Regions from separate parts of the Hordeum vulgare genome. Here regions 2 and 3 are each linked to region 1. Evidence: chromatin contacts called from public Hi-C data. All regions are on one chromosome and are shown on one strand. The core of a region is the stretch at or near the end of the contact, and the rest is flanking DNA. Distances in the headings are between cores, read along the strand shown. Region 1 holds the start of LOC123444641 (stomatal closure-related actin-binding protein 1). Region 2 holds the start of LOC123444642 (DNA-directed RNA polymerases II and IV subunit 5A-like). Region 3 holds the start of LOC123444643 (tubulin beta chain).

Region 1 (4,659 bases), core at 916-3,415:
AGCCGGAGCCCCTTGGTGTTTTTTTCGTCGGAGACGCCGAGCGTCCGTCTTCACCGTCGTGAGGGACCGGCGGCGCACCTAGGCTAAGAGGCGTCCGTCCTCGTCGGGCTCCACCGGCATTCCGCGGCGGCGGCGCGCGGACTCCTTCGTCGCTTCCCTCTTCCTTGTCCGCTACCTCTCACGGCGGGCGACACACGCCTCCGATTCCGAAGTGCGCATACGGGCCGACAGCGCGGACACTAGCACCCATCGCTGCCCAAACGAGGGAAGAAGATGGCGCGGGCCGGTGCGGACTGCGCAGTCCTGGCGAGGAGGGTCTAGTTCGGGCGTCCGTTCTGTGTCGGCGCGGGAGCTGCGACGACACTCTATGTCCGGAGCTGCCGCCAATGTCCACCTTGGGCTGCTCCAAGGCGATGTGGAGGGTGAGCTCCTCGTCAGAGTCGACGTCAATGTCGAAGCGGCTCACGGAGCTCGACATTGTAGTGGATGGGATCAAAATCAGAGAGGGAGAGGAGTGGACGAGGTGAGAGAGAGTGAGCTAGGGTTCGAAGCGAGGCACCCAGAGTGGGGGGTTTGTGGGACAGTGGTGGGTCGATGATGGGCTAGGACCGTCATCTAGGACGCGTAGTGGACGCGCCCGAGCATGACCGGGCCGCCCTAGATTTGGAATGGATATGAGGGTGCCGGTAAGCCCGGACATTTGAGGCAGGTTTGAGAGGTCTGATTGAATCACGATTTTGTGATCGATCACTCACCGAACGACCTGTTCACGTGATTGAGACGGATATGAGGGGTCCGGTTGTAAGAGCAACTCTAGGAGACCCCGTAAGTGGTCAAACCCATTTTTTTACGTTTTACAGTTTTGATTGAAAAATGTTTCCAGAACAGAAACCATAAAAATAGTCCAAACCGTAGAAACTTTAAGGGACACCGAAAATCCACACCCGAAACCATTATATTTGAAGGTTGGAAGGCCGAATCGAGGGCCCCCTATATACTGGTCAAACCTCGTCGGAGCAAACATGTTGCCGCAGAGTTTGTCAGAATCCGTCCTAAACCTGCCAAAGCTCATTACCGCACACCGAAAAAGGTCGCTGGACGTCGGAATCGATCGCCGTCAGTTCGAATTGGACGAGCTCGACCTCATCGTGGCCTCCCATGACCTCAGCCTCGCTGCCGAAATCCTCCCAACACGATCGATAAAGGGGCATGTCTTTGGTCGGCGCGGTTGGCAATGAAGCAGGGCGTTGCCGGTGGGGTGACGGGGCATGGCCGACGAGGCTGGGCGCGCCCGACGTGGTGATGGGGCGCGACAGGCAAGAACGGGGTGTGGCCGACGGGCGACGGGTTTGGGCGCGGCAAGCGTGGCCGGCGCGGCCGGCTCGGGAAGGGGCGTCGACGTCCGAATTGAAGAAAGGATCTTTATCTGAGTTTTATAGTTTATTTTACGACATTTGTTTGGTCATAGCTAAAATGAGCCCAGTTTTATAGTTTACGATTTTAAAAGGTTTGATAGAGATGCTCATGTAGGGGAGGTGTTTTGGCTCCGAGGTGCATATGCACCCGGATGGACAGTAACGTAAAAAAACAATAGTAAATGTTTATGAAAAAATCTGAATTTTTTTATAGATGATTGTATTAGTATCGCAAGCATTCTTGACAATTTTCGTACAATAAGAAGCAGCGGTGTTTCGTCGGAAAAAAACAAATTTGGGGTGACTTTTGGGGTTCAATTTGTTTTTTTGCACAAGCCAAAATGTTTAACCTTTATGTTTTAAAATTTACATATATCATGTAAATGTAACTAAGTACACAAATAAATTTATTCTTGATTTTTTTCTCATTTCAAACTTTTTTTTCCCCGGGAGCATATCCGAAATGCATTTCCGTGCTCATGTAGTGCTACTATTTGAATCCGAGTATAAAATGGTCGTCGAGTGACAGTGCGAGTCCATCCTTTCTTTTGACCGCGGGACCGCTGGTGCAGCAACCAATTAGTATATTTTTCTTTTGAGGCAAAGCAAGCAAATACAGTACGTACCATCAATTGCCCCCTGTCCTGCCCGTTTTTAAAAGGGCGGGCCCACATCTAATCCGTCGTTGAATGGCGGTAATGACGATTCCCATCCCATCCCATCCCATTCCCAGACTAAAACTAAGCTCCCCTTTCTCTCTCCCCGTCTCCTCCCTCCTCTGCCGCTTTGCTTCCGTCACCAGCACGCCGTACTCTTCCACCTTTCCCCTTCCTTCCTCGCGTCGTTTTCTTTTCCTCCGTCTGCCCGCCCGTCGGCGTCATCCTCACCCGAATCCCGCAACCAAATTTCGAACTCGCCACCGCCCAAAAAGGATCCCACCTCCACGGGATCGAAACCAACAGCCTCGATCCATCCAGCTCCTTTTTCTCAAGCCACAAGGGGGTTAAAACCCTAGCTGAATTGGTCCTTCCGCCATCTGGCCGCTGCCAGTTGCGTGCTCCGGAGGCTTCCAGCTCGTGTTCGTTGGACGGCGGCGGCGTGGTTGCGTGGGGGAGCCAGGCTCTCGGGCGATCCTGGGAGCCGCGCGCGCATGAGGTGAGGGGTCCCAGCCGGCGCCGTGTCACTTCATCCCGGGGGATTCGCAGGTTTCGATTTGGTAGCGGCAAAAGTTAGACTACTTGTCTTCCTATCCTAAAATTTGTTCCTTCCAAGCCTCAGCCACTGTGTTTTTCAGTTGGTTGGTTGGTTGGTTGGGCTGTATTGTCAGTTCGTTACACAACATACCCAGTCACGTTTTTAAGAGGCTGTCTCCTATTATCAGCTGCTGCTGGTCAGAAATTTGCATTCTTCCACACAAATCAGCACGGGTGTTGTCATGGCTTACCTTGAATCTAGGAGTACTATGTTTGCATCGATTAGCAATTTCTAGCCCAAAGGCTGTCGCTTTGTCTTGTTCCAGAATTCATGTCCCTCAACTGACCTATTTATCCATAGCACCTCTAATTGTAAAGCTTAGCCTGCTCCTTTTCTTTGCTTTGATCTTGCTTCTTAGCTCTTGAACTCACTGGATGATGCCGATTTAGCTAGGTTGGTTGAGCTGGGTACTTGGTTGGGTCGAATTTGCTTCCTGGTTAAGTTGTTGTGATGCGTTTCAACAATTCTTAGCTATGCGAATGAAAAATAACCATCAGTTTGAAGCATATAAGGTACCCCAGCAAGTTGTTTGCACCATGAGACATGGCCAATATATCATCAGTTACCACCTTCATATGTTCTACTTGCATCACAACTTTATGTGGTTTACCACTGTAAATTTATATTCTTGCTCTGTCCCATATCAGAGTACCGCAGATGACAAGGGTCATCCATGACTCCGGAGAAGGCATGCAGAAAGATGCACTTGACATGGTATCATCCGATGTTAACTTCCCTAAGGGCCACTTTCCAGACTACAGGATTGGGCCAAACAACCAAATCATTGACCCAGAGGAGACGCACGAGGTTGTGCCTTTGAAGGAGATTGTTGCGAAAGAAACAACACAACTGCTAGAGCAGCGAAAGCGGCTATCAGTGCGTGATCTCAGGGAGAAGTTTGAAAAGGGTCTGTCTGGTGCCTCCAAGTTGTCTGATCAGGTATGCTAATCAGTCCAAGCATTTTATCTTGTTCTGACTTTTATCAACAATGTGAGTATATCAGGAGCTCCAATGACACATATATGGAAGTTGTTGTAATTAGCGTGGTTTCCTGGTTATAATTCATCGTGCTTTCTATATAAAGAATGATGTGGCGTGTCACCTGGATACATATAAAAATATTTCCTTATAAGAATTATACCCGATAACTTATCTGTCATTGACCATATTATGGAGTTGTTATCACACTCCCCTAAGCCCTAACAGTGTCAGCGCCCCCAGATCGTGTCTCCGGAGCTCACATTAATTGGTTCAATCATTGTTGAACTCATAGTCATACTTCATTTATAGCTTACCTCTCTTTCCCGAAGATTCTTCCTTCTCAAAGGAGCATATAAATTCGCTTCAAATGGATAAGTATATGGGTTCCATGGGGCTGCACTGTACTATTGACATCGTGCCTTGCTAGATAGGATAAATATCACATTGTAGTCTTAGTAACTTCCTTGCAATGACTATTTTAAAGTTGTTGCTTCATGTTTCAGGCTAAGCGGCGAGAAGCAGCTTCACTGGACAGGCAGGTTCTTCTGAAGAAGCTCAGAGATGTTCTAGACACGCTGAAAGGCCGTGTGGCTGGTCGAAACAGAGATGATGCTGATGAAGCTATCTCGCTGGTTAATCTCTTCTTTAGCCTGCCAATATTTGTCTTCTAATATAAGCTACTTTTATTTTGATTGAGTTGTTCGTAATTGGACGTACGGGTTAAATTAGTTTCACCCCTGTATGCTCTATCTAAGCTAGCATTCGTGCAAATAGCTCAACTTTTTTCTTGTACACGATATTAGGTGCCAACTGCCAGCCTTGATTGTGCTTTTCCATTATTTTCGTTCACATAATAGTTTGTACATGATGCTTTGAGCGTTTTAAAAATACTCAAATTTGAAAGATTGTTAATGTAATGCTCCGAATCCGAAAGTAGTACTAATAATTTTTGGTTGCACATTTTTGGATTTAAGCTTATCAGTCTAGGTAGGCACATAAAATAAGAAAT
Region 2 (4,732 bases), core at 772-3,271, 270 kb before region 1:
ACCCAAACTTGCGTGGCTTTTAGAGAGAAAAGGACAGCGCGCGGACGGGCGGGACGCACGCCCTTGTCCTCCCCTGGCCCGCCCGTCAGGGACTCTAGTGATTCATTCCCCCCAAGCCTCAACCGGCCCATCCCCACCTAACCCCGCCATCGGCGTCGTCACTATTATACGACCGCCGACGACGCCCACCGGCAACACCATCTTCCGTCGGGGGTGCTACAGAGCGACCTGTAGTCGGCCGCCATCCGCCCCCGCCGTGTCGAGGTGATTCACGGCCTCTTCACCATCACATCCGTAAGGTGTTTGACACTTTGCCCACAAAGGTATGGACAATGGAGATGCATTTTTTGTTCAACCACTTCATTTGTTCATCGGATGATTCGTCCTCGGATGACGAAGAATTTGTGGTGGCTGCACTGGTCGTTCATGACCACATTCAAAGGCGGCGGCCTCGGTACAGGGTGAGTGCCTGGCCGCGCGCCCAACCTGAACCGCGCGCGCGAGAGAGAGGCCACGCCTTGCTCTATGCTTATTATTTTGAGAATACCGCACTCTTCAAACCGAAGAAATTCCATCGTCGTTTTCGTATGTCAAGGCATGTGTTCAATCGGATCCGTGAGGGAGTTGTTCAGCATGACACATTCTTTGAGTGCAAAATGGATGCCCTTGGCAAGCTTGGATTCTCCTCTTATCAGCAATGCACCATCGTCATTCACATGCTTGCATATGGGATTCCAGGCGATCTTGTGGATGAGTACGCGCGCATGAGTGAGTCCACATGTCCGCTGTCAATGTACAACTTCTGCAAGGCCGTGGTAGTGGTGTTTGGCCTCGAGTACTTGAGGCAGCCAAATATCGCTGACACAGAAAAGCTGTTGGCGATCAACGCCGATAGAGGCTTTCCAGGCATGCTTGCAGCATAGATTGTATGCACTGGGAGTGGAAGAACTGCCCACTTGCTTGGCAGGGCTAGTATAAGGGGCATGTGAAAGCATGCACTGTCATATTAGAAGCGGTGGCTTCGCACGATCTTTGGATATGTCACTCTTTCTTCGGCATGGCCGGTTCTCACAATGATATCAACGTGCTGCAGCGTTCCCCGGTGTTCGCTAGGCTTGCAGAAGGCCACTCCCCACGTGTCAACTTTAAGATCAATGGCCACCACTAGAACAAGGGATACTACCTGGCTGATGGTATATATCCTCAGTGGTTAACTTTTGTGAAGACAATCTCAAACCCCAAGGAGAGAAGAGAAAGAGATTTTCCCAAATGCAAGAGAGTGCTAGAAAGGATGTGGAGCCTGCTTTTGGTGTGCTTCAATCCCGATGGGGTATCGTTCGAAACCCTGCATTGACATGGGATGAAGGAAAACTTTGGGAGGTGATGACTGCTTGTGTGATCATGCACAACATGGTCGTTGAGGACGAGCGTGATGACTTCATTTTCGACCAAGGATTTGATTTTCAAGGTAACAATGTTGAGCCCCTCCACCAAAGAACCGACAACGTTTGAGCAGTTTATCCAATTCCATCGTGAAATCCGTGATTGACACACTCATTTGCAGCTTCAAAATAACTTAGTTGAGCACGTGTGGGATCACATTGAAAACCAATAGCTGTGTTGGTTAATTACCTTTATTCAAGACAATTTTGATTTGGTTGTAAACCTATTTTATTCAAGACAATTTCGATTGGGTTGTAAAACTATTTTTATTAGAGACAATTGATATATGAACATGCAAACCTGTTTAAAACATTGATAAATATGAATATATGGGCATATTGACCGTGACGGACAGGATGCGGCCGAAGGATGCATCCGTGCGTTGAGCACACGGCCACCGCATCACACGACAGACATGGACACGATCCCATTACCCGTTCCAAACAAACAGAATTCGAACAAAACAGACGTCCGTATGGGATCGCGCGTTGAAGTTGACCTTAGAACATTCTTGCTTGCGAGCCAAGATCGGGGTGTAGATGCAGACGGTGGGAGTGACATCGCGGTAGAAGGTAGTAGAAAAAGTGATTGCTTCATGGGAGATACTCCATTTAGCAACGTTACAGAGCCGACCAGTCAGAACACACGCTGTAAAGTCGGCCCGTATTGGGCACTGCTCACTGCTGTTACCGGGGCCCCACCGGTCATCCGCGGAAGCAACTTGGAGGCGCGCGTGACAATATTCTATCCGCGCAGCCAACCCACTTGCTGGATTTGGAGAAAAGCAGAGTGGGCCGACGTCGTCGCCCTCCGCAGGTCAAGCTCGGCAGCTGCAGCTCCGCCTCGAAACCGAAGCCGCCGCCGGCAGCGGGGGAGGAGGAGGAGGGTGATGGCGTCGGGCCTGGTGACGGAGGACGTGACGGTGGGGCGGCTGGTCCGGATCCGGCGCACGGTGATGCACATGCTGCGCGACCGGGGGTACCTGGTGGTGGAGCACGAGCTGTCCATGACCCGCCGCGACTTCCAGCGCAAGTACGGCGAGACCTTCCACCGCGAGGACATGCTCATCAACAAGTGCAAGAAGAACGACCCCAACGACCAGGTCAGCTCGGCTCAGCCCTGCCATTTTTTTGCTTTCCTCTTCCCGCTCAGCTTCAGTAGTTAGTCGTCCGCCACGGATCCAGCTCTCTGTTTGCCCGACGGTCATCCGCGATCCGTCTCTCGGTCGATAACTTCGTCAGATTCGAACCCCTGGCTCCGTCATCTTGCTCTTGCTCGATCTGTTCTCTTCTGTTGGATCCACCGGTGTTTGTTCTGCCATCGAGTGCTCGATGCAAGCTTAGTTCGTGGTGCTCATGGCGTCGGCTGCTTAGCTTGGGAGGCACTCAGCACTCAGCACTCTGCTCTGATGTGCACGTTGTGCTAGGCAAGCTCCTTCGTTCGACTGCGCTGCTTTCCGTCTGCTACTATACCTAGCTAGCCCCTACCCCTACAATTCTACATATATGACTACGAACTATTGGAAGAATTTAGCCGATCAAGTAGCTCGACCATGCTGCCTGATGATGAGTGATGACTGCTAGGGACAATTCAGAGCAAGTCAATGCTGCATTTTCTGCCTAGTTCAGCTATTATGTTGGTGAAATTCTACCTTTGGCACTCCCTCTGCACTTCTCCAGACACATATTTGTCATTTTCTCTCTCTTTCGAATCAGATTTACGTGTTCTTCCCCAACGACGAGAAGGTGGGGATGAAGCACATCAAGAAGTACGTTGAAATGATGAACGCCGAGAAAGTCTCAAGGGCTATATTGGTTGTGCAACAGAACCTCACCCCATTTGCGAAATCGTTCCTCCAAGAACTGGAGCCAAAGATCCACTTGGAGGTTTTCCAGGTTGATCTTGCATTCCAATTCCACTCACACATTTGCTGTCATTTGTTACTCTAGCCTTCTTATAACTGAAGCAACGAACCACAGGACGCCGAAATGCTTATAAATATCAAGGAACATGTTCTTGTTCCGGAGCATCAAGTGCTTGCTAACGAGGAAAAGAAGACGTTATTGGCGCGGTACACTTTAAAGGAAACTCAGGTATTACTAAATCTTGATTAGCACTTGCAAGTTGCACTACTTTGGGGCATCAGTGGAGCCAGCCAATCATGTATTCAATTCCCTGATATAGCAATATGATGAACATTGGCGCGGTACCAAAAAATTTGTCGTTGGGAAGAACTAGTTCTCCCCAACAACAAGTATTTAGGAACAGAGGGAGTAGTTAGTAACATAAAAGGCTGTCAGAACTTTCTATAGCATCAACCATTGCCATTGTCTAGTGTGTTTCACTCATCTTAATTTGTTTACTTTCAGTTCTATTAACTACGTTATGTAGTTATGTATCAGACCCATTTTAGGCACAAACAAATATAGGGCAGAGAAATAATGACAATCTTTTAGATGCCCATTCTGGATTCTCTACAATTTTAAGAACAACATGTTTGCACAATTTGCTCTAAGAAAATTGATGTTGTTTGTCTATGGGAGATATACAACAATAGCTACTAAATTTTTCTTGTTTGCCAACACATCCATGCTTCTATCACTTCTTGCTGCATGACACCCTCTCCATTTTACAGTACTTTGCTAGAAATATGAACAGGCATGTAACCCATCTCTCTTCTGAATTCAATGAACCACAGCTACCAAGAATACAGATTACGGATCCCATTGCGAGGTACTATGGCCTCAAGCGAGGGCAGGTGGTGAAGATCATCAGGCCCAGCGAGACAGCCGGCAGATACGTCACATATCGCTATGTTGTATGACAGTACACAAAGTGAAATCAAGGAACCAAGAACATGGTGATTTTTGCAGTTACACACATGACACATGACACACATACCCATTCGCTTGCTTGGAGAAAAACGGCATCGCTTCAAGCCGCCATTCTTAAGGATCGTATGCCTGTTACGTAAGTGGATTTCTTAATAAGCCGAGTGTATGGAGCATAAGCAAAATCCTCATGTTGTACCATTGTTTCAAGAACTTTATAGAACAATACAGAACAGAAACTAGTGTGTTGAGAGCCATGGAAGGCTCTGCAGCTCCGATTGCTATATCATTTGAATGAACCATTCTTGAAACTCCGCAGCCGGCAGCTCCGGCCATGACGTTGTGTCTGTGTGTGGTATTTTTTTTTTTTAGAAAAGGGTCTGTGTGTGGTATGGGTGATCAACTTCTTTACGATACCCGGAATGAGCTTATAGCGAGTTGATGGTTGCTCTAGGGTT
Region 3 (4,320 bases), core at 1,077-3,576, 320 kb before region 1:
AGCCCACCATGAAGAAGTGGAGGCGAGGGAAGGGGATAAGGTTCACTGCCAGCTTCCGGAGGTCGGAATTCAGCTGACCAGGGAACCTCAGGCAGCATGTGACTCCACTCATGGTAGCAGAGATTAGATGGTTCAAGTCCCCAACTGCACAAAACAAGCAAACATGGAAAATATCACATGGTGTTCTCCAGAAAACAGATGGGAAATACTAGAGACAATGAAAAGTTAAAGTGGCTTACAGCTAGGTGTGGTCAGCTTAAGAGTCCTGAAACAGATGTCATAGAGAGCCTCGTTGTCAAGAACCATGCACTCATCAGCATTCTCAACCAACTGATGGACTGAGAGAGTTGCATTGTATGGCTCAACCACAGTGTCAGATACTTTTGGTGAGGGGAACACTGAGAACGTCAGCATCATGCGGTCAGGGTACTCCTCCCTGATTTTAGATATCAACAGGGTACCCATGCCAGATCCAGTACCACCACCAAGGGAGTGGCATACTTGGAATCCTGATAACATAAACATGTTAGGATTAATTATCATCAATACATGATAAAATAAAGCACAGACATGGGAAAAATACAGAACAATAAAGCAATTCAGTACACTTGAAGACTTGCTGAACAGAATACAATATAAGAACACTGTCTTGAATGGGTGGATTGCATCATTATACAATCCTTTTTGATCACTAGACTACCTCACAAGAATATTTAGTTATTTACACTGATAAAAGGGTAGTTATGGTACTTATTTGGTGGGCCAACAAATCTAAAGGATATATAGCCTGCACCCTGATATAATGGATATCTAAATGAGTGCTGGACATGTAAATATTCCAAAGGTACAAGTGGCAGGCCCTCTTCCAGAGTTCACAACCATCACAATACTAATATGGTGCACATTACATATTAAGGAGACACCACATAAGCATACACACTCTCGGAATAAAAAGGATTCTCTCTAGCTACCGTCATAATTAAGTAAGTGATGAGCTCATTACCTTGCAGACAGTCACAGTTCTCAGCCTCCTTCCTCACAACATCCAAAACAGAATCGATAAGCTCAGCACCCTCGGTGTAGTGGCCCTTGGCCCAGTTGTTACCAGCACCAGATTGCCCAAAGACAAAGTTGTCAGGGCGGAAGATCTGCCCATAAGGCCCAGTGCGGACACTGTCCATGGTACCCGGCTCAAGGTCCATAAGAACTGCACGGGGCACAAAGCGACCACAGGAGGCCTCATTGTAGTAGACATTGACACGCTCCAACTGCAGGTCAGAGGTACCGGTGTAGCGCCCAGTTGGGTCAATGCCATGCTCATCACACACCACCTCCCAGAACTTGGCACCGATCTGGTTGCCACATTGCCCACCCTGGATGTGCAGGATCTCCCTCATCTTCGCCCTGAAAACAGAAGGCAGACGCATGGCCAAATGAATATCAGACATTGCAACAAGCATGGGAAACTGAGGAATCGATTCACTCAGAGGGCAGTTGCTAAGTTGCTATCACAACTGGACCATCTACAAACTAATGAGGCTTATCAATAAGGATAGATCTACGCAAACAACACATGGTACTTCAGATCCCAGTTGTGGCAGATGACGAAGAACCCATCTAGATCCAGAGTGTTAAGGCAAAAATGACACTTAACCTACCGCACACTACGCACTGACAAATCAACTACTAGTAACTAGTAAAAGCTCAATCGGGTGCCACCAGATCTCGCACACAATGACTCATGAACTAAACTAGCACTTCGTCGAGTGGATCCCCAACGATATACTACCGCTAATGATAATCTGATACCCTGTAACAAAACTAGAGAATATACCACACTACTGCGCCGGGCCTAGATCCAGATCTGTCGAAATGAAATCCATAGATCCAGACCTTAGAAGCGATTAAACGAAACAAATCAAAGTGTAACCTAGATTAGAGGTAACTACAGACTGCAACAACGCATTATGCTGCAGACATCAGCAAAGCCCTGGCAGATCCTAGCGTTAAACACGCTTCCGCCGCCGAAAAAAATTCAAAAATCAGACCCAGCAATCGCTCGAATCACCGTGACATTCCAAATCCAGATTTACAGCATCAAAAGTACTAAGAACAAAGTGCGCGCATGGGAGAGGTAAAGAAAGACTGTGCTTACGAGGTATGAGATGGTTCGCGCAACGAGAACAGTCGGCGGCGAGAGGGAGAGCGGGGGGAGTAGGAGGGGGTGTGGTGGCCGGGGAGGAGCGACGCGAGCGCAGTGGGTGTTAAATAGCCGTAGGCGGCGGAGGGGGGGGCGGCCGGCATCCGACGGCCCACGCGCGCCCCCTCGTCGGGCCCGACGGCCCGGATCGCTCGACCTTGAGTAAATTTGAAATCTCCCCCCTCGAGGCGGAATGCCCGAACTGCCCCCCGGGATATTTCGCCACGCTGGCCCTCGTTCGTCGGTGGTCACTCACCGGCCAGCGCTGGACGCAGACCAGCCTGCTCACGTGCGTCGCGGATGACAGGCTGGGCATGGGTAAGGCCGGCCCCGCATGTCGGTAGGGGTGTGGGTGTGGGGATGCGTGGCGAGCCATTACTTGCGCAGGTGGTCTGGCTGGCCCACGTGGGCTATGGGTCGGGTTCAGATGCGTTCCAGAGCCGCATCGTGGGGTGGGTGCTGGTTGGTGCGAGGTCCAGTCTCCAAGGCGTCCGCCCTACGGAGAACAGCTCGGCTGGTGGGACCGCGAGGACAGGGACGTGTGACCGGTTCTCCCCCCCTCCCCCCCCCCCCCCTCCTGCCTTTCCTGGGGACCGCACGTGTGAGGCACATGCCCGCCGTCAGTGCACTCTCTCCGTTGCACGCCATGCTCTTCTGTCTGTGCTGATTGAGTGAGGAGATCGGGTCGTAGGAGTACTCATTGAGTGTATTTCAAGTGTCCTCTTCTGTTTTGCAGTACTAGTACCATCTACAGCCAGCGTGGCGGCCAAATTTCATGTTTTGGCTTTTTTTTCTGGATGAAGTAAATCGACATCTGATCTTCGTTTGCAAAAGAAATAGGATCTCATCTTTTTTCTACCGCGAGAGTCCATGACGGTACTGTATAAGAGCAACTGTAACCGGCTGGTCCAAAGAGACGCGCGATATGTCCGGATTTTGTCCGTTTGGGTCGGTCGGACGGACATCCGTGTCCGTTTTTGCAATTGAAGTCGGCGCTTGCGTTCAATGTAGGAAAAAAACATTTTAAAAATATAGGAATCATTAATTAAACAATAAACCCACTATCATCATTGCAATGATCACCACTAGTCATCATATTATTACCTTGTGGCAATTCACACGTAGGTGAAGTAGATGAAGTTGAGAAGACCACACGACTGGAGGTGGAGGGAGAACAATCATCCCTACATATCTTGGACACAACATATTTATCTTGAAGTTTGGTCCACAACGCATGAGCATTCTGAAATGGCATGAGTTGGAATATAACTACATTGCTGAGAGCATCAAAAAGCACATTAAAAGCTTGAGCATTGAGCTAAGAGTTTTTCTCATCCTTTAAAGATATATTTTGAAAATACTTTAAGGAGAAAAACCCATATCTAAGAGTGTCCAAATCCCCAAAAGAGTGTCAAAGAATTCATGACCCTAAAGAGATTAAACATGCGAATTACCCAAACATCAAAATTTATGCCATCGAAATTAAGAGTGTCAAAGAATCCTAATTTCCTAGTTGACATCCTTACTCTCTAGGGGGTTCAACCTAATAATGAGAGACCTGGTTCTGATACCAATTGAAAGGACGTGGATGTCGCCTAGAGGGGGGGTGAATAAGCGTTTTAAAATAATTATGGTTTAGTCTTGAACAAATGCGGAATAAAATTAATGTTTAATTTTTCAAGCACTAAACCCAAAACAACTAGGCTCGCCTATGTGCACCAACAACTTATGCTAAGCAAGATAAACAACTAAGTGATAGCGTGATATAACAAGAAACAATATGGCTACCACAAAGTAAAGTGCATAAGTAAAACGGCTCGGGTAAGAGATAACCGAGGCACGCGGAGACGACGATGTATCCCGAAGTTCACACCCTTGTGGATGTTAATCTCCGTTTGGAGCGGTGTTGTTAGGGCATATTTCTCCCTAAGTGTTTTTGGTGATTGATGACAATGCATATGCGGACTAATCGTGTGCATTGAGCATTTCAGATTATTCATGACTAGGCACAAGACGATTCAGTGCCCCTCGAAGTCTTTCAAAGACGGTTGATTTCTATGTTTCTCTTTGGTGGATTGGAGTCGTACGAAAGCCGCACTATTAAGAGGTGGTCCGCTTCG

Evidence for each region. Hi-C and Micro-C count contacts between places; a contact is called where the count stands out from the background.
Region 2: a contact with region 1 is called in a Hi-C map of leaf, with 5 times the contacts expected there. The contact joins the promoter of LOC123444642 here to the promoter of LOC123444641 in region 1. A contact is called at or near these places in 2 of 6 Hi-C or Micro-C datasets (leaf and seedling).
Region 3: a contact with region 1 is called in a Hi-C map of seedling, with 4 times the contacts expected there. The contact joins the promoter of LOC123444643 here to the promoter of LOC123444641 in region 1. A contact is called at or near these places in 4 of 6 Hi-C or Micro-C datasets (leaf and seedling) and 1 of 1 datasets of contacts at active chromatin or transcription factors (embryo).

Annotation. Positions count from the first base shown.
Region 1 is chr3H:520,170,955-520,175,613 of MorexV3_pseudomolecules_assembly, reverse strand. LOC123444641 (stomatal closure-related actin-binding protein 1) reads left to right here and starts at 2,165. Exons shown (of 13, transcript XM_045121428.1): 1 at 2,165-2,570; 2 at 3,317-3,608; 3 at 4,154-4,282. The coding sequence starts at 2,566.
Region 2 is chr3H:520,442,497-520,447,228 of MorexV3_pseudomolecules_assembly, reverse strand. It overlaps LOC123444642 (DNA-directed RNA polymerases II and IV subunit 5A-like), which reads left to right and starts at 2,021. Exons shown (of 4, transcript XM_045121429.1): 1 at 2,021-2,545; 2 at 3,159-3,338; 3 at 3,423-3,536; 4 at 4,142-4,585. The coding sequence starts at 2,039. The coding sequence ends at 4,267.
Region 3 is chr3H:520,489,406-520,493,725 of MorexV3_pseudomolecules_assembly, reverse strand. It overlaps LOC123444643 (tubulin beta chain), which reads right to left and starts at 2,326. Exons shown (of 4, transcript XM_045121431.1): 1 at 2,156-2,326; 2 at 1,004-1,404; 3 at 240-509; 4 at 1-144. The coding sequence starts at 2,304.